Linked DNA regions of Hordeum vulgare: all the other regions are linked to region 3. Evidence: chromatin contacts called from public Hi-C data. All regions are on one chromosome and are shown on one strand. Each heading gives the region's core, a stretch centred on a gene start, on an enhancer-like site or on the middle of the called end of the contact. The rest is flanking DNA. Distances are from core to core; before and after follow the strand shown.

Region 1 (6,183 bases), core at 2,388-4,887, 350 kb after region 3:
CCGCCCATGCCGTTCATGAACGTTGCAAAAAAATTCCGTAACTTGACCTTTGTTGTAAAAATTCCTGAAACATGACCTTTGTTGCAAAAAATTCTTCCGCAAAAGTACCTATGTTGAAGAAAGACGAAGAAAAAAATCCTGCAACAAGCAAATTGTTTCTGAACTCGACCGTTGTTTTAGAAATTAACGGGTCCAAAGTTTATTTCTTGCAACAAAGCGAAAGTTTCTGCAACTCAGCCATCGTTTCAGAAATTATGGGGCGCCTGAGCGGAGCAGATCCAACGGCTACGTGTAGATCGAACGGCCCTCTAAATGATGGATGTTTAGGTGGATGCGTAGCAGGCCCCTAAAACAATGATATTTATTTTAGGATGGAGAGAGGAGACTGGATACCATCCAACTCATCGGCCGCACTGCGTGAGGAACAAGAAGAAAAACTTTCAAAGCTTGCTCTCCCTGTCACGACGGTCCATTATCTCAACAACAATGGTGTACTTTGATTAGTCGATGGTTGGGCCGATCGATCGATGGGGCCTCCCGCACTCGAGAGCAACGTCAAATCTACCAAATCTATTTACGATTATTCTACCCAAGGTTGATTAGCTACAAGCTGCTAATGCTCTCTACTAGAAGGAAAAAATAAAGAAAGATTGCACCATGTCATGAACCAATCATATGAGTTAGTCATCGATGGTCTAGCTGCTACTACCATGTCATGAACCAATCATATGAGTTAGTGATCGATCGTCTAGCTGCTGCTGCTGCGACACAGATTAGAATAGTATTGTATGTCGCGCTAGATCAATTAATCAGCAAACACATGTGCTTTTGCTTTAGAATCTGTTCGATCTACCAGGTTAATTAGTATGCTGGAGTAGAGTAGAGTAGGGTCCTTTGCACTTTGCATGTCGTCAGTACAAATATGTTTAATGGAGTACATACGAGAAAGCAGATGATTCCAGCAAGATGAATAACTTTGCAAGCGAGCCTTTGCTTGATCCATGCGGGGATCCGGACGTGGAGTTTCTACACCCACGAGCAAATGTGCTCATGATGTGAATACTAAAATAAAAAATAATAATTCAAAATATTTGAAAATTCTGAAATTTTTTGTGGCATATTTTCACGTGTTTGTTGTGCATGTAAATTTCATCACAAAACCACATTGGTGTGCTCTCCCCCTCCCCTCACGTCGTCCTTCCCAGGGCGACCCCGAGGACTCCTAGGGTTTCCCTCGGCGCCGCCCCCTCCATTGCCCCTTCCTCGCCGTCACCTGAAGGGGTCGTCGGGCTTCGCACGGATGACCGTCGATGACGGTGACGGCGGGGACTTCGTCGCTCCCCTCGCTGGGGTTGGATCCCGGAAGCCTGAGCGGCGGCCGAGTCGGTGAGTCGGCGCGGGACGGTCCCCTCAGCTGCTCGGTCAGCGAGGCCCCGACGGACAATGGTCGCGGCGCGCGCGAGGTTTCCCTTCTCTGCTCCAGATCCGAAGAACATGTTGTTCCCCCTCTCTCCTCTCACCCTCCACTGGATACGCCCGATCTGGGGCCTCTGGTCACCGGATCCGGTGTCGGGGCGGGGTGGGGGGGGGGGGGGGGTGTGCTCCCCGAGCTGGTGGTGTTGCATGAGCCCGAGGGAAAACCCTGTTGGTTTTACCAATGCGACGGCGGCGGCGCCCTTTTGCGTCGTTCTGCTCCCTGGAGCCGCAGTCGGGGACTCTCCTCCACACCCCAACCTTGCTTCCCGGGCGAAAGCTCGAATCCTGGTGATGGGCGGCGGCGGCATCTGGTGCGTCGTGTTCTCCTTGGAGGCGTTGTCTGGGGAAGCTTGGTGCTTTGGGTGTGTGCAGCAGCTGCAGGTGGGTGCCTCGCGTTTGTGGAGTCTCTCTAGCGTCTTCCGTGCAGGTTTCAGACCAAGCCACGCGTTGCTCTCTGGTGGTGTTTTGGCAGTCCCGGCGGGTCGGCGCCCTCGAGCCTAGGCGGAAGGGGATCAGGTTCCTCTTTCCGACTGGAGCAGTGTCGTTGGTGCCAACTTCTGCTGGTTCATTTGCACCTCGGTCCTAATCTTCGCTACGTGGCTCGGCAGCTTCTTCCTTCCGGCGACTCTCCCGGCGCCTTACACTCTTCCATCTATCTCCTTTGGTGACTGTGGTGCAGCTGGCTTGTGTGTGCTTCGGCATGTTGTTGGTTGTGTTCCATAGCTGGCCTGGACTCGAGCCCAACCAATGCTCTAGCTCTCGGGTGAGCGTCTCTACTCTTCCACGGTACGACGTCTTCGGAGCCTACACGAGGGGAAGGGACCCCCTTCGATGTTAGAGAAGGCATTTGTTGTGTCATCTCCAGTTTCTGCTTTTAGTCATGTGCCCGACCTCTGCTAGCGGTTGCATTACCTCGTTGCTTCTTTTGTAGTCGTTTCAAGTGCCTTTGTGTAGGGAGCTTATCCTCAATCAGCTCCTCTTCATTGTAATTTTTTGTTTGTTGTTTCCTGCAGGTTATCTTCAGGGCTACCGCACTGATCCGCACGTGGTCATTACTCACTCTTGTGGACGCCAGGGAGCCTATGGTTACTGGGTGTGTCCGTTGGGAGATGGTAGCACATGGTATCTTCAAACGGTTTGGATGACGTCATGTTAATAGGATAGGTGTTTAGTTATCTACATATTTTGTCATCTCCGGCTTGGGCAAGAAAGATGACTTGTATCGTTCTATTTTCCTTTTGCTAGACCCTTCATGTACTTGTCTGAGACTTGATTTGAATTTTAATATATGGCTTTATGCATCTCTCGATGCAAAGGCCGGGGCTTAGCCTCCATTTCGAAAAAAAGGTGTAGTGTAGTAAGTTGTTCTTATTTCTCCCTTGTATCTTTTAGCCGTTGCTTTGCTGATGACCTTGATCTTGTACTCCTGATCGGTTGATGGCTTTGTTAATTTAAAATTGATGGAAGGCATGGTAAAAAACAAAATTGATGCTATGAAAATTTTACTTACAAATGCATTTTGGAGCTCTGATTTTGTTTTTTTCGACACGACTTTCATCAATGTGATTTCATGATGAAATTCCGCATGCACACCATACCTTTGTGAAAGTATGTCACACAAAAAATTCAGAATTTTTTAAATTTGTTTTCTATTTTTTTATTTCACTGTACAAAGCTTCTCGGTGTAGAAAGGTAGTTTCAGATCCATGCTACTCTCTTTCACTCTTACACATACACACACACGGAGCCAGAAGGATAAAATACAACATTGTTCCCTCTGACGGCACCAGGAGGCCAATCCGGGCGCGAAACGTACGTGACCAAGACATGCTCCGTCCGACGCTGGCCTCTCAATTTTCGGCCCCTTTCTAACCATGGTGGCGCCGTGCACATACACCTCGTAAGCCGCAGCCACTTGGATTAGATTACTAGTTTAGCTGAATTAATGGAGTGCTATATATGCTACTCTCTGGTGGAGTACATGCGCTTTGGTTAAATTAGCTTGAGCGTCGTCCATCACCTTTGTTGGCTCACGCACGTCACCGGTGGAGTGTTTGTGGTTGGTATCATGTCATGTGGTTTTCGATCCGGGGGAGCGCGCGCTCGGGTGCCCCCCGTCCCCCGGAGCTGGGCACCACACCGGCGGGCTGCCACCGGCTGCCGTGGATGGGGAAGCCGCTCCGTTTTATATTGTTCGTGTGCGTGTCGCCGATGTGGCGGGGGCGGCGGGTTGGTGGGTGGGTGGCGGGACAAGCTGGCGCGCGCATCTTGTCTAGTGTCGCTGTATGCTTGAGCTGGCGGGAGTAGTTTTTTGCCATCTAGAACGCCATGTCGACATTTTGCTCACTCGTCCATACTAAAAACGCTTGGAGAGATGACCCGTGTCGTGTGTGCGGGTGATGGCGGGCGAGGGCTCTTCAACCGTTGTGTCTCGATATCGCTGTGTTGTCTTTGAGCTCTTCTACGTCACATCAAATTACTTTAGGTTACCCTCAATTTTTTTTTTTACTTTGGGTTGGTCGTATGGTTTAACGGCGTATATTAGACTATGATTCATAATGAATTTCGTAGAAGGTTGTTTTGTTCCATCTGAAACACCGCGACACAGATTTACTCCTTAGATGGTTTAGGTGATTTGGGAATCGTTTCTGACCGGTGCGCCGGCCGAACCGTTCGGCCGGCTGCGCGCGACCGCGCGCGTCTGCTGACTGGGCATGCAACATTTTTTCGTTTAAATTGTTGCAACCAGCGTCATATTTGCTGCAAGCGTTATTTTTTTCCTACGTTTGTCTAGTAAAAAAACTGTATATACGTTTGGTTGCAATTCCAGTTCTTCGAATTTTTTGTTACAATCGATGTTTTTTACTTTTGCTACAACCGTGTTAATTTTTGCTACAACCGACATCATTTTTTGCTGTAACCGTTCACTAAAAAAAATGCATACACGTCATGTAAATATTTGTTACAACCGGCGTTTCACTTTTGCTACCACGTACCATCAACTTCGTTTTTTTCTACAAATTTTGTTTTTTGGTGCAACCATTGAAAAAATTACTGCATCGCATCAAAATTTTGCTGCATCGGGGAAATAATGTTGCATGGAAATCCAACGGTGCGGACGCGCGGGGTTGGTGGATCATGCGGCCGGCCCAAAGATTCGGCCGGCGCGCCGGCGCAGATCACTCTCTTTTTTTTGCGAGGGCAGATGGTTCAGGTGATTAACCTGTACCATGACAATTTAATGTGAAAACATTGGGCTATTCACCTTGTGGCATGACATGTCTACATTATTTGAGTAGCAAAGACATAGTAATAGTAGTAATCTTGTAAATCTACATGATGCAGTAAATATTGTAACGCGGTAAAATTATAATGTGACATGATAAATAAATCAATAACATGCAAGCTTAGTCAGTTCGTTGAAAGAGAAATAGTAATTCATAACTAGTACTTCCTTCATTTTTTTTTTACTCCGCATATAAGATTTGGTCAAAGTCAAACAACATAAAATTTGATCAAATTTATATCAAAACATATGAATATCTATTATATTAAAATTATATAGTATGAAAATACATCTCGTGATGCATCTGATAATATTGATTTCATGTTGTGAATGTTAATATTTTTTAATATAAATTTAGTCAAACTTTACAAAGCTTGACTTTGGCCAAACCTTATATGCAGACTAAAAAGAAACGGAGGGAGTAATATCGACCAGTCCGTCGCACACACAATTTTTCACACTCATACGAATACGATAGTGAAATCATGCATGTATTGAAATACTGTAGCAAAGACTACAAGATTTAGAGAAGATGGATAATTTTCCTCGCCTGAAGATCGCACGATGGAAGAGAACAACCTGCTACAGGTTAAAGTATAAAGGAAAAGAGTTAATTAAACACACCTCATGTTTGGTGCTCTTATACGACCTAAGTGATAAGTTGGACTGTTGGACTGTTGGAGCATCTTAAAAGAGCTCATGAAATATACTCCTGTCATCTATATATATTGCACCATGACGCGTCCACGATTTATCCCGCGAACCAATATATTTCTATCAATCGTCCCGAATCAAGATCCCACTGCTCGATCACAACTTGATGTAAATACACATAAACAATTCCAAACATTTGTTGGCTTCTAGTTCAAGGCATTTTTCCTAGGTTTACATCACCTGAACGATAGGGCCTACGCCCGGCAACGGGATGGAGTGGCAACGGGTGGAACATAGCTATACGTGACGGGGAAAGAAATATTGTGTGTTGGTTGTTGCTTGCTCAAGGTCCCGGTCTTCCACTTGCAGCTTGCAAGTGGCTGCATAAATTATTGCAATGTGTACATCATCTCATAGTCTGCATTAAGTATTGTAACGTATTATTTGGAGGAAAAAAAGCATTGCAACGTATAGAAGTATGTAGTATCGTATCATATCTCTTTGGTGATGCCACCGATAGTTCCAGGCACTCGACGTATGAGTATTCCCTGCCGACTTGTAAAGAGTCATTTTTGGTCCAAGCTAGTTCTTAATCTAACTTGCTAGTGATGTATTCATGTACTTGATTTGTCTACATGTCACAATGTTAGCATGTGGTTTATTTATATCTTTGTTCACTCATGGTTAATGGTTGCAGTATAACTCTATAGCACCTCTCTTTGCTATAGGGCAGACTTCTCTGTTGCTTGTTATATCATGATGCAGTG
Region 2 (5,969 bases), core at 3,185-5,684, 450 kb after region 3:
TCTCCTGATAAAACTTTTGAACAAACTGATGAGTCTTCCATCATTAAAGCCCCAAGAAGATTGCACACATTTGCTAGGGTATTTGTCTGTCCAGAACCAATCAGTTTTATAAGTATATCAACTCCACCACATCGCACAGTTGCTGACCAAAACCCCTCTGTGCTTTTTGACAAGTTCTTCAGTGCTCCGGTTAGCAGGCCATCCACCAAACTCTCATTCTTGAGGCTAACTTTGAGTTGCTCCCACAGTACTGGGACAACATTTTCTGTTGAGAATATCTTTGATCCAACATGATCCCTTATCCCACCTTGAGAAACAGCATAAATTGTTTTGGCAGCTGCAGTCTGACTTTCAGCTGACTTGGACCTGAGAAGAGCAAGCAATGGAGGGATGCAACCACCAAGCAGAACCTTCACCCTTAGCTCCTCTTCCTTGCAAAGAGACCCTAGAACAGTAGCAGACAGCATCTTAATTCCAGATGAGCCAGACCTGAGGAGAGAAACAAGTATTGGAACAGCCTGTGAATGCGACACAACAGCTCCAAATGCAGTATCACGTGTTTGAACAAGATCCAATAACTGCTTCAATGAGCTTTCTTTTTCTTGAGTGGACGAAGAACTCTGCCGCAACTGCTCAATACAATGAGCAACACTTGAAAGTGTCTCCTCATCCTCCATATTGACTCGGTTCCTGCAATTACATATGATCAGTTAGTTCTGGTGTCCAATACTTCACAATGATTTTGATGTGGTATAATTTACAAGAGCATAGTAGTTTATCAGAAGTTCACAACTAAGATACTACATCTGATCCAAAATGTATTCAAGATGGTACTCTGACCCATCAATTTCTGTATAAAAATGTCGCCTCATAGAGAAATAATTATATAAGTGTATTTCATGATAAATATAGTAATACCGATTTGATATTTTGGAAGTTTGTGATTCTTTACTTACAGATGGTCAAATCCATGTGGCATTTTCATTAAACAGGTGTATCAGATGATTTATAAATGCTGTGTGATCTTCTGCCAAGATGACTTCGCTTAATGGCTTAATGCAGTGGTCGGCTAACTTAAGACAGCCTGCAAGAACTGGTGCTTGGCTGTTCCCCACGCTCTGCCCATAGCTCTTGCATCTATGTATTTGTCATTTTAGGTTTAGATTACCCCCTCTTTGTATTTATCGCCCAGTTGTCTATGCAGTTCTCCTGCATGATTTGGAAGGGAAAAAGTCATGTGATCTCTCGATTCTAACATATTTCCTGGAATGCTCATTTGGCTGCTGCACGTTACTTTGCTTTGATCTTGATCTGTTGGCTTGATTAGGAATTTATCCCTTTAAAAAAATTCAAGATAGATTTGAGTTTGAGATAGAGTTAGTCTTAGGTGGCAAGTCAATGTGTTTGCATTGTAACTTATGAGATCAAGGAAGAAGGAATAGTTAGAATTTTGCTCATGAAAAATCTTCTCTCCTGTATGTGGTCAATTTCTCCATATTCAAGTATCTCATTTCCTTCGAGATGCACCTGTCCCTGCCCTTTACTCGCTCATGAGGTAAAAAAAGAACTCGACCAACCGGCACTAGCATCCATGTGATTTTAATTTAAAAGAAACTACGAGGAGCACACTCTGCGGAGGCGAAGCCTTGGACCTGGGTAGACTAGGCATGCAGTCCCGTTCTAGGCGACTGAAAAACGCTCAAGTTCCCCTCTTTGTGAAGTAAGGTTCAAAACATTTCCAAATTGCATTCCTGCCTTTGAAGCTAAAATTGCAGGACCTATTTAAATCTACAATAGCACCTTATTACAATTGTAATACTGTAACTCGAATAACCAATGCAATTGCCTATCTAAATGTAGGTGTAGGTTTTGACTCTTGTTGCTTTCATAATTTCTTACACATCCAAGTAATGTTAAACCAGGGCATCAAAAAACTTTTATCTAGGGGTCCCTTTATTTGGAGCAGAAATTTGTTGAGGTGCAGGGTAGTCATTATATAGATTACTCATTACCATTTCTTTACTAGTTTGGTTGACATATAAGTCACTTCTAAAAAAATATCCCTTAAGTTGACAAAATGGACATTTTCTTTTTCCCATTTGATATTCAGAAATTCTAAGATCACCTTTTGACGACTTTACAGTTGTTGTATTGCATGATGTTATATGAAAGAAAAGTCCAAGAGATGCAACAGACATATCAAGCAGAAAAACAATAAGAGAAGGTAAGAGTAGTGGAAATGTTTTTGTGGTAAATCACATTTCATCAATCATGCTATACACGACTATGAGCATTTTGCACTACAAGGTACAAACCAAGAAAGAATCACAACTTACTTGCCCATTCTCATGACCGAGACAGGAGTTGGTGGCTCTGAATCTTGAACTTTATCCTGTTGATAGCGAAGCAAGAGTGATTAGCATTAAAGAATCCAAGACATACTTTTTTGAACTTTACATGAGCTGATAGCATTGCATTGCACAAAGTGTTGAACACCATAAGCACTAGATTCAAATGAAGGCTTTTGAACATGAAACAATCATTACAATAAAATGTACAGAATTACAACGGTGAATACAATGTAATGACTCCAAAACATAGGTCGGGTGTTCAAAATGATGATCATGTTGTCAGATCAATCCCATATTCTCCCTCAAAGTGCAAGCAAGACTGAAAACAATCATCATTCTTGCAGTGTGATAAATCACTGTTCTCTAGTACATGAAGTCTCAAGAGTATGTATCTAATTGACGGAAATCACATGGTTACGGGTAATACAAAAAGAACTATACAAGAATTATGACAAAGGTGTTTCAAAGATGCCTATGAAATCACTGTAGAAATATGTAGTGATAACAACACCATTGAAGTTTCATGACAAGCACTTTCTCAGGACTCCCTCTAATTCCACGGAAGCATAACAGAGTTTTCTATGGCATGACTTCGAAGTTCCAGAATAATTTCTCTAGATTATAGTTAGTCAAATTACTTACATGACATGACTTTATATGCAGAAGGCTAAGATGGAAGTCATGGAAATCCACGGAGATGAAGAACTAAAAAAGGTTGTATTCGTCCATACAAAAATGAACCTGAGATTCAGTACATGAATACTATGCAAAGATGCAGCAACAAAAATGCAGTCAATTCAATCAGTTTAACTTTTCCACACTTTCGTTTAATCCAAAATAGCTACATGCCTATCTCACAACAAAGCTTTCGAATGCTTATAAATGCCAAACACGAGCATATGGATTTATTCAGGCCATGTTCTGCCAAGAATGGTATTGCCACTCCTGCCAAAAGAGAGTAACAGCTTCCTAGCCCCTCGATCCAAAGATACAGATACTGAAAACTACGTTATGTCCACACACCACAGTAAAAGTCGATAGGCCTAGTTGAAAGGCTAGTAAGTAAAACTGCATCTCAACTAGAACCCCAGAGCACGAAATTCGACCGATACGAAACCCAGGATAGGCTTGTATCAGGTAGGCTGACAAGTGACAACCGATCTCACTCTCAAAGAGTATCCTTATCCCGCTACTTTACTAGTAGGAGTAGTATTTAATCACGGAACCGAAGATTGCAGTTGAAGAAAAACTCGGAAAGCGACGGGCTGCCTGCCACTGTCTACTACAGTAGCTCAGAACCACGACGTCCAGTAGTAGCGAGAGGGGCACCTACCAGATCTGCGCCGCCGTGGCTGCCGCCGTTGGTTCCGTTGAACCTCCACGCCAGTGCCGCCGCCATCTTAGCCGTGCGTGACCCCCTGGAGCCGGGCAGATCAGGCTACCCGCTTCTTCCTCACTGCCTCCGAGCTCTCAACCTGAAACCGACAGTAAAAGTGGAAAAAGGAAAAACAGCTGCGTCAGATCCACGCAGTGAAGAGAAATCGCATTCCGGCGCCGAGCTACGGCCGGATTTTGCGTCGGGCGCAGCTGACCGCCGGCGCGCGGCCCCGGATCTAGGCGCGGACGGGCGCGGCAGCTGCCGCCGCCGCTGCCGAGCGGATCACCGACACTCCCAACTTCCCACACCAGCCCCCGCGAATCGCCTCATTGGGCGCTAATTGCCCCGCGAATTCGTCGCGCGGCAAGCTAGATCGCGCGCAATCCCCCCCGGAGCTCGAGCTCGACTGGAGCAGCACGCCGCAGCCGGAATCGCCGCGGAAGGGAAGGGGGGGAAAAAAGCAAAGGAGAATCGGAAGATGGGGCGAACCTCTCATGGAACCGGCGCGAGATTTCTGCGAGGAATCTCCGGGAGCTCGCTCGGCCGCCCGCCTCCCAGTTTGCTACGCCGGCAGTGCAGATCCAGTGGGGAGGGGGGCGCCGCCCATGCACGCACAGCCGAGAGAGAGGCGTCTGTTACGCTCTCGATCTTTTTCCCTCCCTGGCGCGGAAACTTTTATTATTAACGCTAATTATGGGGGGCCTAAAAGGGAGCCGCAATTTATATAGCCTCCACCTCCCAGTGAGTGAGTGAGCGAGCCTCCTCTTCCCAGCGCGGCAGCGACCTACCGCCGACAGTGGCAGTGCGGAGCAACTCTGCTTGGAGCTTCGTACTGGCGCTCTTGCGTCAACACCCTTCCCGTTTCTCGTATTTGCAAAACTAGACGAGTTTTTTGTTTTTTCCTTTCCACATTCATGAATTGTGAAATGGAAGTTTTTGTTTTCACATTCAGTAGGCATCATACGAAAAAAACATATATAAGTACGTATAATTTTAGCCAGATGATGATGGGTAGGTAACCTTTGCTCAGTGTGACCTCGGTATTTTAATTTTTTGGGGGGGTAGCAAAGGGCATTGCGCAAGATGTTTAGATTCTAAAGGATGTGTGTGCAACATCATGATTATTCTAGTTTAGTAGGCGATATCGATTGGACTAAACAATGGATTGTAGGCTGGTAGAGGTGCGGTGTTTGTTGATTAGCGCCAGTCTGCATGGGCTGGAGGGGTTTTTGTCTTGCGGAGCCAGAAAATCAACAGGTAGGATAGGAGGGAGAGGTATCCGCCAACTTGTGCATAGCTGTAAAACGAGTGGAGGGTGTTTTCGTACCGGCCTTCTTCCTTCGGAAGAACATGTTGCACAAGCTGATTAATTTACGTCACCGCGCCTGTTTTCTTCCGTTCATTTGTGACGCCCGTTTCTGTTCCTATAAAACCTCAATATTTTCTGCGAATTGGGCGTTAGATATAGTTTTACGTGAATATGTACTTCCTCCGTTCCTAAATATAAGTCTTTCTAGAGATTCAACTAATGTACTACATACAGATGTATATAGACACACTTTAGAGTATAGATTCATTCATTGTGTTCCGTATGTAGACACCTAGTAAAATATCTTAAAAGACTTATATTTAGGTACGGAGGGAGTATGAAACATGTCGTTGGTAATAAGCTCTGTTATATATACATGTGACATTGGGGTGTAATTCCATTGAGGAATCTTTTGGGTTTCTGGTTTCTGATATACTCCCTTCGTCCGGAAATACTTGTCCTAGAGATAAATGTATCTAGATTTATTTTAGTTATAGATACATCAATTATATCCATTTCTAAGACAAGTATTTTCGGACGGAGGGAGTACAATATAAAATCCCGTTTGACCCAAGAAAATAGGAAATGTGTCGGACTGTGTGCTGGGTGTACTAGTCTTGGTTTGGTGTACGGGAGCTTATTTAATTACGTTCTGATTTGCGAAACAAAACACTAAATTGTGCAGACGCCCTCATAAGAACGTGACAAGTCCACACAAATAACTCAGTTAAGGTTAAGGAACTACTCCCTCCTTTCCGGTTTATACGGCTCATCTCAAAAAATTCAGTTTTCCATTTTATTAGGCTCATTTTGAGTCTAATTGAGTTAAAGTGTTTTGAGTCACATGTCATATTTAATTCATAGAGTTTAGAGAAAGGAAATGAGTGGTCATGCATTCATCGTTTTCTATATCCATCATGCAAGTTCAATG
Region 3 (5,876 bases), core at 2,625-5,124:
TCCCACCAAACCAAGTAGGACTCGGTTTGGGGGGGGGAGACCTTCCCCCCTTGGCTCGGCCGACCCCCTTGGGGCTCCTTGAGCCCCAAGGCAAGGCTCCCCCTCTCCCACCTATATATACGGAGGTTTTAGGGCTGATTTGAGACGACTTTTCCACGGCAGCCCGACCACATACCTCCACGGTTTTTCCTCTAGATCGCGTTTCTGCGGAGCTCTGGCGGAGCCCTGCCGAGACAAGATCATTACCAACCTCCGGAGCGCCGTCACGCTGCCGGAGAACTCTTCTACCTCTCCGTCTCTCTTGCTGAATCAAGAAGGCCGAGATCATCGTCGAGCTGTACGTGTGCTGAACGCGGAGGTGCCGTCCGTTCGGCACTAGATCGTGGGACTGATCGCGGGATGGTTCGCGGGACGGATCGAGGGACGTGAGGACGTTCCACTACATCAACTGCGTTCACTAACGTTTCTGCTGTATGGTCTACAAGGGTACGTAGATCTCACATCCCCTCTCCTAGATGGACATCACCATGATAGGTCTTCGTGCGCGTAGGAAATTTTTTGTTTCCCATGTGACGTTCCCCAACACACTGACCCTGAGGAGCCAAGGGCCTTCAACCATTGCTTTGTTCCAGTCCCCAAGGCACGAGAATTGTGTAGTAAACAAATTTTCCTTAACCTTCCGCCACACCATTGTCCTTGTCGGATTCCATGTGCTTCTCATGTCGGCGTAAAGAGCATTAGGACTAAAAGTTCTCAGTTATATACCCGAACAATTGTGAGCCACTTCGCGGGTGATCCTTCCTCCATCACCTCCTCCTCCCAAATGAAATCGTCATCCTCTTCCTCCTATAAATTTAACCTAGCCAAGAGCTCCTCCGGTGTTTATTTTCCACGGCTAGTGCAGGATGTGTCTCCTTCGTCCATCGCCCCCGATCGATCGCTGCACCTAACAAGGTTACGACGATCCTTTGGAGGTATGTAAATTGTGGCGCCGACGCCGGAAGCTCTGCGAAACCCTAGGTCTGGACACTAGGGGGAAAAGCTCGCGGCCAAGAGGAAAACATGTGCACCGAACTAGAAAGACAAGGAGTCTTTGGCCCGTCCCATGTGTCGGTTAGCCTGCCCCTTTTTTCATTTTTTAACAAATAATTCAGGATTTCAAAACGTTCCTAATTTTTAAAGATGATTCGAATTTGAATAAAAATGTACAAAATCATATGATGTTTGTGAATCCACAAAATATGTTTACGACTATTAAAATATTCAGAATTTGAAAAAGTCCAAGATTCGGAAAAAATGTTCACGATGTTCAAAATAGATGTTCGGAAAAAAAAATCATGAATTCAAAAAATCATAATGATATGATTATTTTTTGCAAATTGAATAGAATGTGCATGGATCTTTTAAAAATGTTCACCAAAAATCAAAAAATGTTTGCAACTTTAAGAAATGGTCCCAAATTTTTTAAAAAATAACTGCTTCAAAAAATGTTCATGAATTGTCAATGTACATGGATTAAAAAAATGTTCATGGATTCAAAGAAAGTCATGAATTTCAAAAATTGTTCCCAAATTACAAAAATGTCATCAAATGCACAAAATGTTCATGAGTTTCAAACAAAATAGCATGTCAAGAAAACCCAATAATTCAATTAAAATGTTCATGAATTTAAAAAGATTCACTATTTCAAAAACATTTTCGTAAATTAAAGAAAATCATTTATTTTTATCTTTAATTTAAAAATGTACAGAAATTTATAAAGAAGCGTTCATGCATTACAAAAATGAAATTTCAAAAAAATATTTCGGAATTCAAAACAAATTCACTAATTTGTACCACAAATTAAAAATATGTTCATCATTTTGAAAAGTGTACACGAATTTATAAAAACAGTATGAATTCGAAAAAGTTATGGATATCAAAAATATGTTGGTGAATTCAATTTTTTTTCACTATTTCAAATACTTTTAAATTTTATAAAAGGAATTCAAACTGGAAAAGAAGAAGGAAAAAATGAAACAGAAATGAACAGAATGGAAAAGAAAAAAAACTATTACAAGAAGAAGGAAAAGAAAAACGAAAATGAATAGGAGAAAAAACATGAAAAAATAAAAAATTGTTTGAGAAACTTCTAGAACCTTCCCAAAACCGAAAACGAGATGAATGGGTCGAACCAGACAAACAAAGCGAGAAGCTGGTGGGAGGTAAAATCAATAGTTAAGGAGCAATCTTTGTAAAAACATGTAAAATGTTGCTATCTTAGGAATGCCACGTAAAATAAATGATGAAGTGAAGGAGAGAGAATTTATAAGAAAATGTTTGTCTTATTTATTTAAAAGAAGACAAGAGATGATCTCTTAACATAATACTTCCCCCTTTCCTAAATATAAGTCTTTTTAGATATTCCACTACGGACTATTTCAAATGTATATAGACATACTTTAGAGTACAGATTCACTTGTTTTGCTCCGTATGTAGTTCCAAGTGGAATCTCTAAAAAGACTTATATTTTAAAACGGAGGGAGTATGTTTTATCATGTTTTTAGGAATAGATAGTTACTGAAGATAAGGCTAAGAGATGATCCATTGTAAGATATTTTTTGTCATCTCTAAATTACACACAAGACTTAAGATAAGACTATCTTATCAACTATTATACATACCCTTATCATCCCGCTTGTGACACGTGTCACACTGCATGTGCGCAACTTGTCGCAACCTACAAGTTTTCCCTTTTTTATTTGTTCAAAACATTTTATCTCTCAAACAGTACGTCCAAATATTGAAATGTTTTCATTGTTAGATTTATCGTGTCAAGATGTTCAAAACTAGATACCATGTTGATAGATTTCAATGTTTTTTTAAATCACACGAAAAATCCCGAACAAGAAGCACGTTTGCCTCCTTTTCAAGAGGCATGACCGTGCCTCTCGCAGAAGCAAATTCATGCCCCCACGAGAAGCAAATCCGTGCGTCTTATGAAAGAAAAACACACACTTTTTTCCTTTTTGCGAGAGGCATGACCGTGCCTCTAGTGGAATCGAATTTGTTCCTTCACGAGAAGCAAATCTGTGCCCATTATGTAAGAAAAACTATATGTTTTTTTCTTTCTAAGAGGTACAACCGTGCCTTCACGAGAAACAAATCCGTTATTTCATGAAAGAAAGAAAACACATTTTTTCCTTTTTCGGAAGGCACGTCTCTGTGTCTCGTGAAATCAATTCGTGCCTTCACGAAAAGCAAATCCACGACTTTCGCAAAGAAAATTCATTTTCGCCCATTCTTTTCATGTTTTGTTTCAAATCCTAGGAGAAACCGTTGGAAAACCAAAAAGCCTAAGATACCCAAAACCAAAAACCTAAGAAACCCAAAATAAATAAATCAGAAACACATATTGAAAAATTATAAAAATGAAATACGAAGGAAACATCCCAAGTGTGACACGCGGTACACTTTGAGAGCGCACCAAATAAAACCCTTTCAATCTATCCAAAATAATCTAACCTTGAAAGGCTTTCAAACAAGTGCCCCTCCATTAGTAGCTCCCGATGGGAGAGGTTCCGCTCGCGGTTCGCTTACCACTAGTCTTCCTAAGGCCTTGTTTGGTTCTTTTAGAATTGAAGGGTTTTGGAGGGGATTGGAAGAGTTTAAATCCCCTACAAATTAAATTCCACCTCAATCCCCTTCAAACCTCTCCAATCCCCTCTTTGATAGGATTAACCGAACAAGCCCTAACGGATCAGCCTTATTCAGCGCTTATAGCGCTGGAGACAGGGATTTTTTTCTACATGGCGCACACCGATCGATCGCTAGGATAATAATGGACTGGTCCAATAACGCATGAATATGTTTTCGGTTTTGGAAGCTTCCAGCCAAATTTGTGGTGACCTCCTATGTGGCGATTTCAGCACCGGTTAGGGAAACATGCGCCTACAGCGCTCCTCCTCGTGGGTTCACCCATATAAAATGCGTTGGTCATTAAAAAATTGAAAAAAAGTTCATATTTTTTTTAAATCGACTTATGAAAAAGTCCAATGATTATGAAAGAAAGTTCACCGATTTTTGTAATGTGTTCGTGAATTTTTAAAAAGTTCACATAATTTGGAAAGAAAATCATAGATTTTCCAAAAAGTTCATCGGTATTAAAAAAAAATTACATCATTTTTAAAAAAATAGTTCATTGATTACGAAAAAAGTTCACGAATTTAAAATATGTTCACTGATTTTCAAAAAAGTTCATCCATTTTCAAAAAAGTTCACCGATTTTAAAACAATTCATCAATTGGAAAAAAGTTCACGGACTAAAACACAGACAGGATCACTAGATAGGCCGGCCCATTGCGGAGCGCTGTAGGCGCCGGTTAGCAAACTTTGCGTGTAACCGGCGCCTGTGGTGCTAAATAGTGTTTGCCGAATTTGTGACTTCTATAAGCTTTTAACCGGCTTTTCTTATGTTCTTTGTTCAGTGTTTTATTTCTTCAATTTACTTTTTTGAATGTATTTTCTCATTCTTGGGATTTTTTTCATTGTTTAAAACATTTGGTGATTTTTTTAATATTTTTTAAATTAAAGGACATTTTTTAGTTTGTGATTTTTTACAAAGTATCTGATTTTTTGAATTGGTGAACCTTTTGAATTCATAGTTTTTCTCAAAAAATATGTGTATATTTGAATTTGTGATATCTTTCTGATTCATGTTCTTTTAAATCCATGAACATAATTTTATTTTACCTACTTTTAGAAAAATGAGTTGAAGAAGAATGATATTTTGTTTCCAAAAACAATAAACCACGGGAAAATACAAATGATAAAAACCATAACAAGACTGGTCATCGAGAAGCAACCGCAAGGAGTGAACACTTTACGGGGCCATGATTTTTTTTGATATTTTTCTCCAATTCATTATTATTTTTAATCCATGAACACTTTAAAGGCCCTCGCGCCCGAACTATGCATCATTGTGCTTACTGGTGCATAGGTGTTGAATAGGGAGCTCCTATTTCACGCGCGAATCTCCCGCCACGAGGGCAGCAAGCCGTGTAGCACGGGGAAGGCTGGCCTACAACCATCACCGGTGAACGCAACTCATCCCGTCACCCACCTCGCACTCGACTACACCATTGCCAAAAACTCCCCAAATACCGACGGCGCGAGGAAGGCCGGGGCTTCGACCAACCCGCCCTCCTCAACTTCATCGTCGATGACGTCTGCCCACCGAAATGGTGTCGGGCACGGGACCCAGCCCATGCTGGAATTTTGTCTACTTATGGGCCAGCCCAATATATAATTTCAGAAAATTCCTAATAAATTCTGGAGGCCCACACAACCCATTTGTGCAAGGCAAGAGGTGGAAATGTTTAGTCCCACATTGCTAGTTTAGTGGGAGTTGGACCTCCTTATAAGGGAGGATGTTTTCACACATGTATGAGCTTGAGAACAAGAGAGACATACACGCGCGCTCCTCCTCCTCCGCCGTCCGCCTCGCCTCGCCTCGTCACGACGCGCCGCAGGTTGCGGGAATGAGCCGAGCCGAGCCGAACGTTGCCGTCCGTTCGCTTCGTATCCCTCGCTCTCTTCGGCTCCCGTCGCTGGTCTCTCGCCTCCTTCTCCTGCGCCTATAAAAGATAGGTCGCTCCTCTTCAGAGAAGACGCATTAGAACTTCCCTCTCGCCACCGGTTCCTTTCTGTGTGCTGCTGCTACGTTCTTCCCCATCCCGTCTTGCCGCGTGCACCATAGGTCGGGACAGCAGGCCTCCGAAACTACGTCTCTTCGAGTCACGTACGGGAGAAGGGCGATAAGGTTTTTGGGGAGCGCTCAACGCGACTACTGGCTTCGATCACGGACACCGACGATCTCTTCCCGGACGACGACTACT
Region 4 (5,520 bases), core at 125-2,624, 420 kb after region 3:
GAGCAGAATTAAATCATCTTCCCCTTACAACATGCATGTACACTTCCGTGAAAAATGAAGCTAGTTCTCAATATAAGTAAAAGTTGTAGCCTTAAATTATTCATATTTTTAACCTATAAAGAATGGGTCCTAACGTGTGGGGGTTAAGGGGTTGCCCACACGTCTCGTGTGATGTGTAAGGAAAACAGACCATACGCGTGCGTGTGAGCAAAACAGCTAACGTCCACATGTCCGGCCTCCTGCCCTTGCGTCCGCACATTCGTCATGCTGCCACCTCGCTGTCCTGCATGCCCCCGCATGACAGTTTCACTCAGTTGTCATGTAACACTGGAAAGACATAACAACTGACAGGCATGTGGGCATGGCCAGTTTCACTTAGTTGCCATATGTAATATTGAAAAGACATGGCAACTCACATGTATGCGGGCACGGCCACTTTCACTCAGTTGCTATATAACACTGAAAAGACATGGCAACTGACAGGCATGCGGACACGGCAGTTCCACTTAGTTGTCATGGGAAAGATATGACAACTCACACGCATGCGGACACACAGTTCCACTCAGTTGTCATGTAACACTATGAAAGACATGGCAATTGTCAGGCATGCGGACACGGCAATTCCACTCAGTTGTCATGTAACATTGGGAAGACATGGCAGCTAACAGGCATGCGGGCGTATGAGCGCGGCGTCAGTTCCACCACACATCGGGTTGGCAGTTGTGTGTGGCCGTGCGCGAACAGGCGTGTGGGCGAACTCCTTAACACCCACACACCAGCCCCTTCCTACGTGGCACAAAAAACTGTTAAAAAATGTCAAGATTAGTGTAAACCACAAACGAACGCAGATTTATGCATGTGAACGGTTTGCAAACGCTCATACGTATGGACGTTATCTTTTCTGTAAAGAATAACCCTCGTCACCTAATATCATACGTAATCTTTGCTCTTCATGTCATGCAATCTCTCACCTTCATTGTAGAGATTCTCAAGTTCAGCTACTGCCTACATATTTACACATTCTCACTTTCCTACCAACGTATATTTGAGATGTCACTTTTCAAGAGTTGAAGAAGTAAGCGACAATGCTAGGTTTGTTGTTCTTCTATTTCACTTTCTGGCTTGCTATCTCGACAGCCTAACCATTGGATAGGAGTGATAGGTATGGGAAGAGTGTCCGAAAGTTAAACATGAATGGCGTGCATCTAATTGTGGGTTACAATTTGCTCACACTCTATAAGTCTTAACCGAGTCGCATTCTCCATGACTCCCGCATCGTCTTCATCGTGTCATGAATACGGACGAAGGACGGCATGATAGTGGCGGACTACGACCAGCCGGCCAACGGGCTGGAGGGCGTCGGTCACGTGCGCATGCTAGGGCCAGCGCCTGGCAACGGGAGGAGTAACAAATATGGAGTGCCAACGGGTGGAAGATAGCTATACGTGACGGGGAAAGAAATAATGTGTGTTTCGTTGTTGTTTGCTCAGCTCAAGGTCCTGGTCGTCCACTTGCAGCTCGCAAGTGGCCGCATTAAGTATTTTGGACGTGGACATCATCTCAACATTGAGTATTTGCAATGTGTAGAAGTATCTAGTACCGTATCATATCTCTTTGGTGATGCGCCGTTGCTCATTCGTGGGCGGATGAGCACGGGCATCGCCACCGCCCGGGCTGCATTTCAAATCTTCGACGAAATGATTGAATAAGACCGAGTACGTTTTGTTCGCTCCTGTCCGATTAAATGTTCAATGTTTTGCATAGATCACTAGTTTGTATATGATTTTTTTTCTTTTTTCGAAAAGGAGGATGACTCTCGGTCTTTGCATCTAGATGATGCATGCAACTATTTTATTAATTATTCATCGAGATCTTATAAAGTAATACATCAATAAGTCTGAACCCACCATCTTCACAACATTTCTTGCTACTCTTATCCACTTGATGAACGGATGCAGATTGTCTCAGCCATATACCCAGACTTCACACGAAAGCCTAACATCTAAAGCCGAAGACCTCAACCAAGCCGTAATGCCAGGTCTGACACACACCCATGTGACCCGCTCTCAGTGGGAACTGCATACACCCGCTATAGAGGTCGTCGACATCGTCTTGCACTGATCCATCTTCAGAGTAGATAATGACGAATTGACCTTGGCATGCCTGTCATCGAGTCACCACAACACCAGACAACGCCCCCGCCCTACACGGGTCCATCATCTCACAGCCGTCACCGAGACTCTATTGCACCATGCCGCCGAGACTCAGCGTCATCGACGCGGTAGATGTACACCGCTCTATTATTTGCGTCCTTCGACCAGTAGCTTCTCCAAAACAATTCACTCATGAGAGAGATCGACACCAAGAGCGTCATCATCATCTGTTCCAAAATACCCAGATCTAGGGTTTCTCCCCGAAGCAGCACGAGTGAGTAGAAGGTGGTTGCAATTGTGATGCCTTCAACAAAGTAACGACATGTAGACGCTGCCATCACCTGCCATGACAGTAGTCGAAGTTCGGTTTTCACCGGCAACCACGCCTCCCTAAATTGCCGCTGGGACTAGCCGCAGGATCTAGGGATCCACCACAACCAGTCGGTCGACCACCTCCGGGGAAGGAGGAGGCCACCACCGCCACAGCCGGGGTCGGAGCCTCTGGCTTCCTCGTGCTGCAGGACTAGCTCGAGAAAACGTCGGAGACATTGAGATGCAGCCGGTATAATGATCTCGGTGGCTAACGGTCTGGACTGATCTGGGCCTAGATCGGGCGCGTCCACCGCCGCCACCACCCACTGACCTTGACCGTCTGCCATTGCACGTTGCATATCCTAGTCGATGTCTCCCTGAGGCACATCCATTGAATGACCGGTGTGGAATGTCGTCGCCTCGATCCGATCTATGGCCAAGGAGATCTACTGCCGCTGCCACGCCACACGGGCTTTGCCCGGTGACGCCCCAATAGGAGCGACGGCAGGGAGAAGATTCGCATGGAGGAGGCCTCGAGAAGGCCGGAAGGGGCTGCCCCGGTGCGGCCCAGCACGGCCGCACGGGAGCACGGAGCAAGCGTCGCACATGTTGAATGCTTGCAAACCAACATCATCTAGGCGGCATACTAGGTAAGCATGATCAATGACAATGAAGATCCTGTCGAAATGGATTCTGAATTGGAGGACACCACCGCATTTGTAGTTGGGGCAACATCCGATTCCAATCCGAGCAAGAAGAAGAAGAAGAGCAAGACAGCTAAGGCAAGAGGTCTGGCTTTCTCAAAATTTGCAGACATCTTGTTGGTCAAATCTTGGTTGAACACATCATTGGATCCAATAAGCGGCACCAAGCGAAAGGGAAACACGTATTGGAAGAAGATTTGGAAGGACTATCATGAACGAAAGGAGTATGTGGAGCCACATCCTATCGTGACCATTCGCAATGTGGCATGTCTCCAACATTGATGGCGGTGATTCAAGGAGAAGGGAAAAAGTATGTCGGCTACTACTCACAAGTGACCAAACGGCCTCAAAGTGGGATGGAAGTGGCAACTCATGTAAGCTCAATTGCCTCATCTTATTGTCATTTTAATATGCTTCTTGTGCTCATATGCATGTTTCTTGTGCTCATATGCTAGATGGTGGTGGCGGCCACTTTGTAACACAAGGTCGAGAAGAAGCCATTTGATTTTAGCCATTGTTGGCTCTTATTGAATGGCAAGCCAAAGTGTATACAAGTTGTGGCGATCTCAAAGCCAGCAAGAAGATGGATGATGGTTCAAGCTCTCACCAATCCATTGGGTTGGACGATGAGGTTGTCGTCACCAATAGAACAGCTACCGTGCCAAAGGATAACCGACAAGTCATGGGAAACAAGTGGGAGAAGGCAAGGGAGAACAAGAAAGAGGAGAGATACAAGCTCATGTTGGATGCGCAAAAGGAGAGGATGGACTCGAACGAGATGAGAGCAGAGAGGAGGCTTGGAATTGAGAGGGAGAAGATCGAGTTGGAGAAGCAAGAGGCGGCCATCAAATGGGAACTCCAGAAGGCCAAGACATTTGGAGAGACTGAGCTCCAGAAGGAAAGCTTGCAACTCGCACATGGCGCGGAGGATGTGAAGATCATGTTGGCGGACAAATCCGTCTTGGATGAGCATGCCAAGAGATGACTTGTGGAGAACAATAAAGATATCAACAGCCGTAGGACGTTCGAGGCGGCGAGGGCAGCTGTGGCAGCTCATCAGGCGGCCAGGATGCAGGTGGCCAGGATGCAGCCCGGATGCAGGCGAAGCAGGACAAGCTGGACGAGCATGATGCATGGATGAACACGTTCAGCCAATGATCAGACAAGCGCCCCTTGTCACTCGGACATTGATTTCATTTTGACATGTCCGGTTAGTTGAACTATGATTTCATTTGCTTTTGTTTTGATCTACTGAATTCGAACAATTTGTATCGGATGATCGACGTGCATGGATTGTATGGATTTGAGGATTGCACTTGAAGTACGTGGATGTGTGATGCAACATATGAGGGGCCGGCGGGCGCTCTCCGCGGACACGCCCGCGGGAGTATAGGGGGGCGAATTTGCTAAGTCCGGTTGTAGATGATCTAACTCTATAGCATCTCTCTTTGTTATAGGGCAAACTTCTGCTGAAATTTGCACCAACAAATGTAGTCTTAATTTGGATGTGACCCATGTGGATCCTCTACTGGGATGTCATTAGAGGCCATATTTGGCAAGTTTCTGTGTTGCTAATTAGCTCAGAGCTTTAATACCTGAAAAGGACAGGATTCTAAGTACCAGCATTTTAAAAAAGGATTCCAACTACCCAAATGTTCTGTCCATTTCTTTCCACAGATAGGCTGCCCTTTCTCTTATTTCAAGGGACAAGATACTTGCAGTTACAAGTGTCGTCCTTCAAACACTTTTCTTTTGTTGAAAAGACACATGATTATTCGCCTACTTCCTACGTAAAGCAATGGCAATTTTTTATAAATCACTAACTGACTGTGTAGGTCACCCACAGTCTACAACACAAGCCACTCTGACGCGTCAAGGCATGTGAACTGTGTCTCCTATATCCATGATAGCACGATTGCCAGCCCTGCATGCACATGCGTACATTCATCCATGTACAACTCGAAACGTAAAAATATGCAGTGCTTCCATATCCTTCTACATCAATCTATACGTATTCTAGCAGTGCAAGTGGCACTGTGTTTATAATTTTGTAGTGACTTGTCAACATTCATTTAGATACTAGTGAATTCAATGCTTGCAAACTTGGAATATTTTGGTGAATGAGACTTGAATTGCCGAGTGGATTGCAAATATTGACCTCTGCCTAGGTAGCTTCGAGACCTAAAAAATAAGAAGATCTGCTCTAAACCTAGCCGGCCTTCACCATTCTTGATGAATATGTAAACCTTTGGTCAACTCTCATTCACCATTTGGTAGTTGCAAAAAAAATGTAAACCTTTGGTCAACTCATTTGCTTAGTTATATTTGTCTCATGACAGGGAACCACGCGT

What was found. Hi-C and Micro-C count contacts between places; a contact is called where the count stands out from the background.
Region 1: a contact with region 3 is called in a Hi-C map of leaf, with 4 times the contacts expected there. The contact joins two enhancer-like sites. A contact is called at or near these places in 2 of 6 Hi-C or Micro-C datasets (both in leaf).
Region 2: a Hi-C map of leaf shows a contact between it and region 3, with 2.4 times the contacts expected there. The contact joins the promoter of LOC123407245 here to the enhancer-like site in region 3. A contact is called at or near these places in 2 of 6 Hi-C or Micro-C datasets (leaf and seedling).
Region 4: a Hi-C map of leaf shows a contact between it and region 3, with 7 times the contacts expected there. The contact joins two enhancer-like sites. A contact is called at or near these places in 2 of 6 Hi-C or Micro-C datasets (leaf and seedling).

The regions. Positions count from the first base shown.
Region 1 is chr7H:87,008,579-87,014,761 of MorexV3_pseudomolecules_assembly, forward strand. No RefSeq gene overlaps it. Among protein-coding and RNA genes, the nearest start is that of LOC123407836, 14 kb to the left of the region's middle. Within about 2 kb of position 3,638, at least 2 of the 3 cell types and tissues checked have open chromatin away from gene starts, as enhancers often do. A contact at or near this core is called in leaf, where this site is marked.
Region 2 is chr7H:87,103,390-87,109,358 of MorexV3_pseudomolecules_assembly, forward strand. It overlaps LOC123407245 (protein CELLULOSE SYNTHASE INTERACTIVE 1), which reads right to left and starts at 4,435. Exons shown (of 8, transcript XM_045100336.1): 1 at 4,219-4,435; 2 at 3,685-3,826; 3 at 2,337-2,392; 4 at 1-690. The coding sequence starts at 3,750.
Region 3 is chr7H:86,656,532-86,662,407 of MorexV3_pseudomolecules_assembly, forward strand. No RefSeq gene overlaps it. Among protein-coding and RNA genes, the nearest start is that of LOC123407892, 31 kb to the left of the region's middle. Within about 2 kb of position 3,875, at least 1 of the 3 cell types and tissues checked has open chromatin away from gene starts, as enhancers often do. A contact at or near this core is called in leaf, where this site is marked.
Region 4 is chr7H:87,079,002-87,084,521 of MorexV3_pseudomolecules_assembly, forward strand. No RefSeq gene overlaps it. Among protein-coding and RNA genes, the nearest start is that of LOC123407245, 26 kb to the right of the region's middle. Within about 2 kb of position 1,375, at least 1 of the 3 cell types and tissues checked has open chromatin away from gene starts, as enhancers often do. A contact at or near this core is called in leaf, where this site is marked.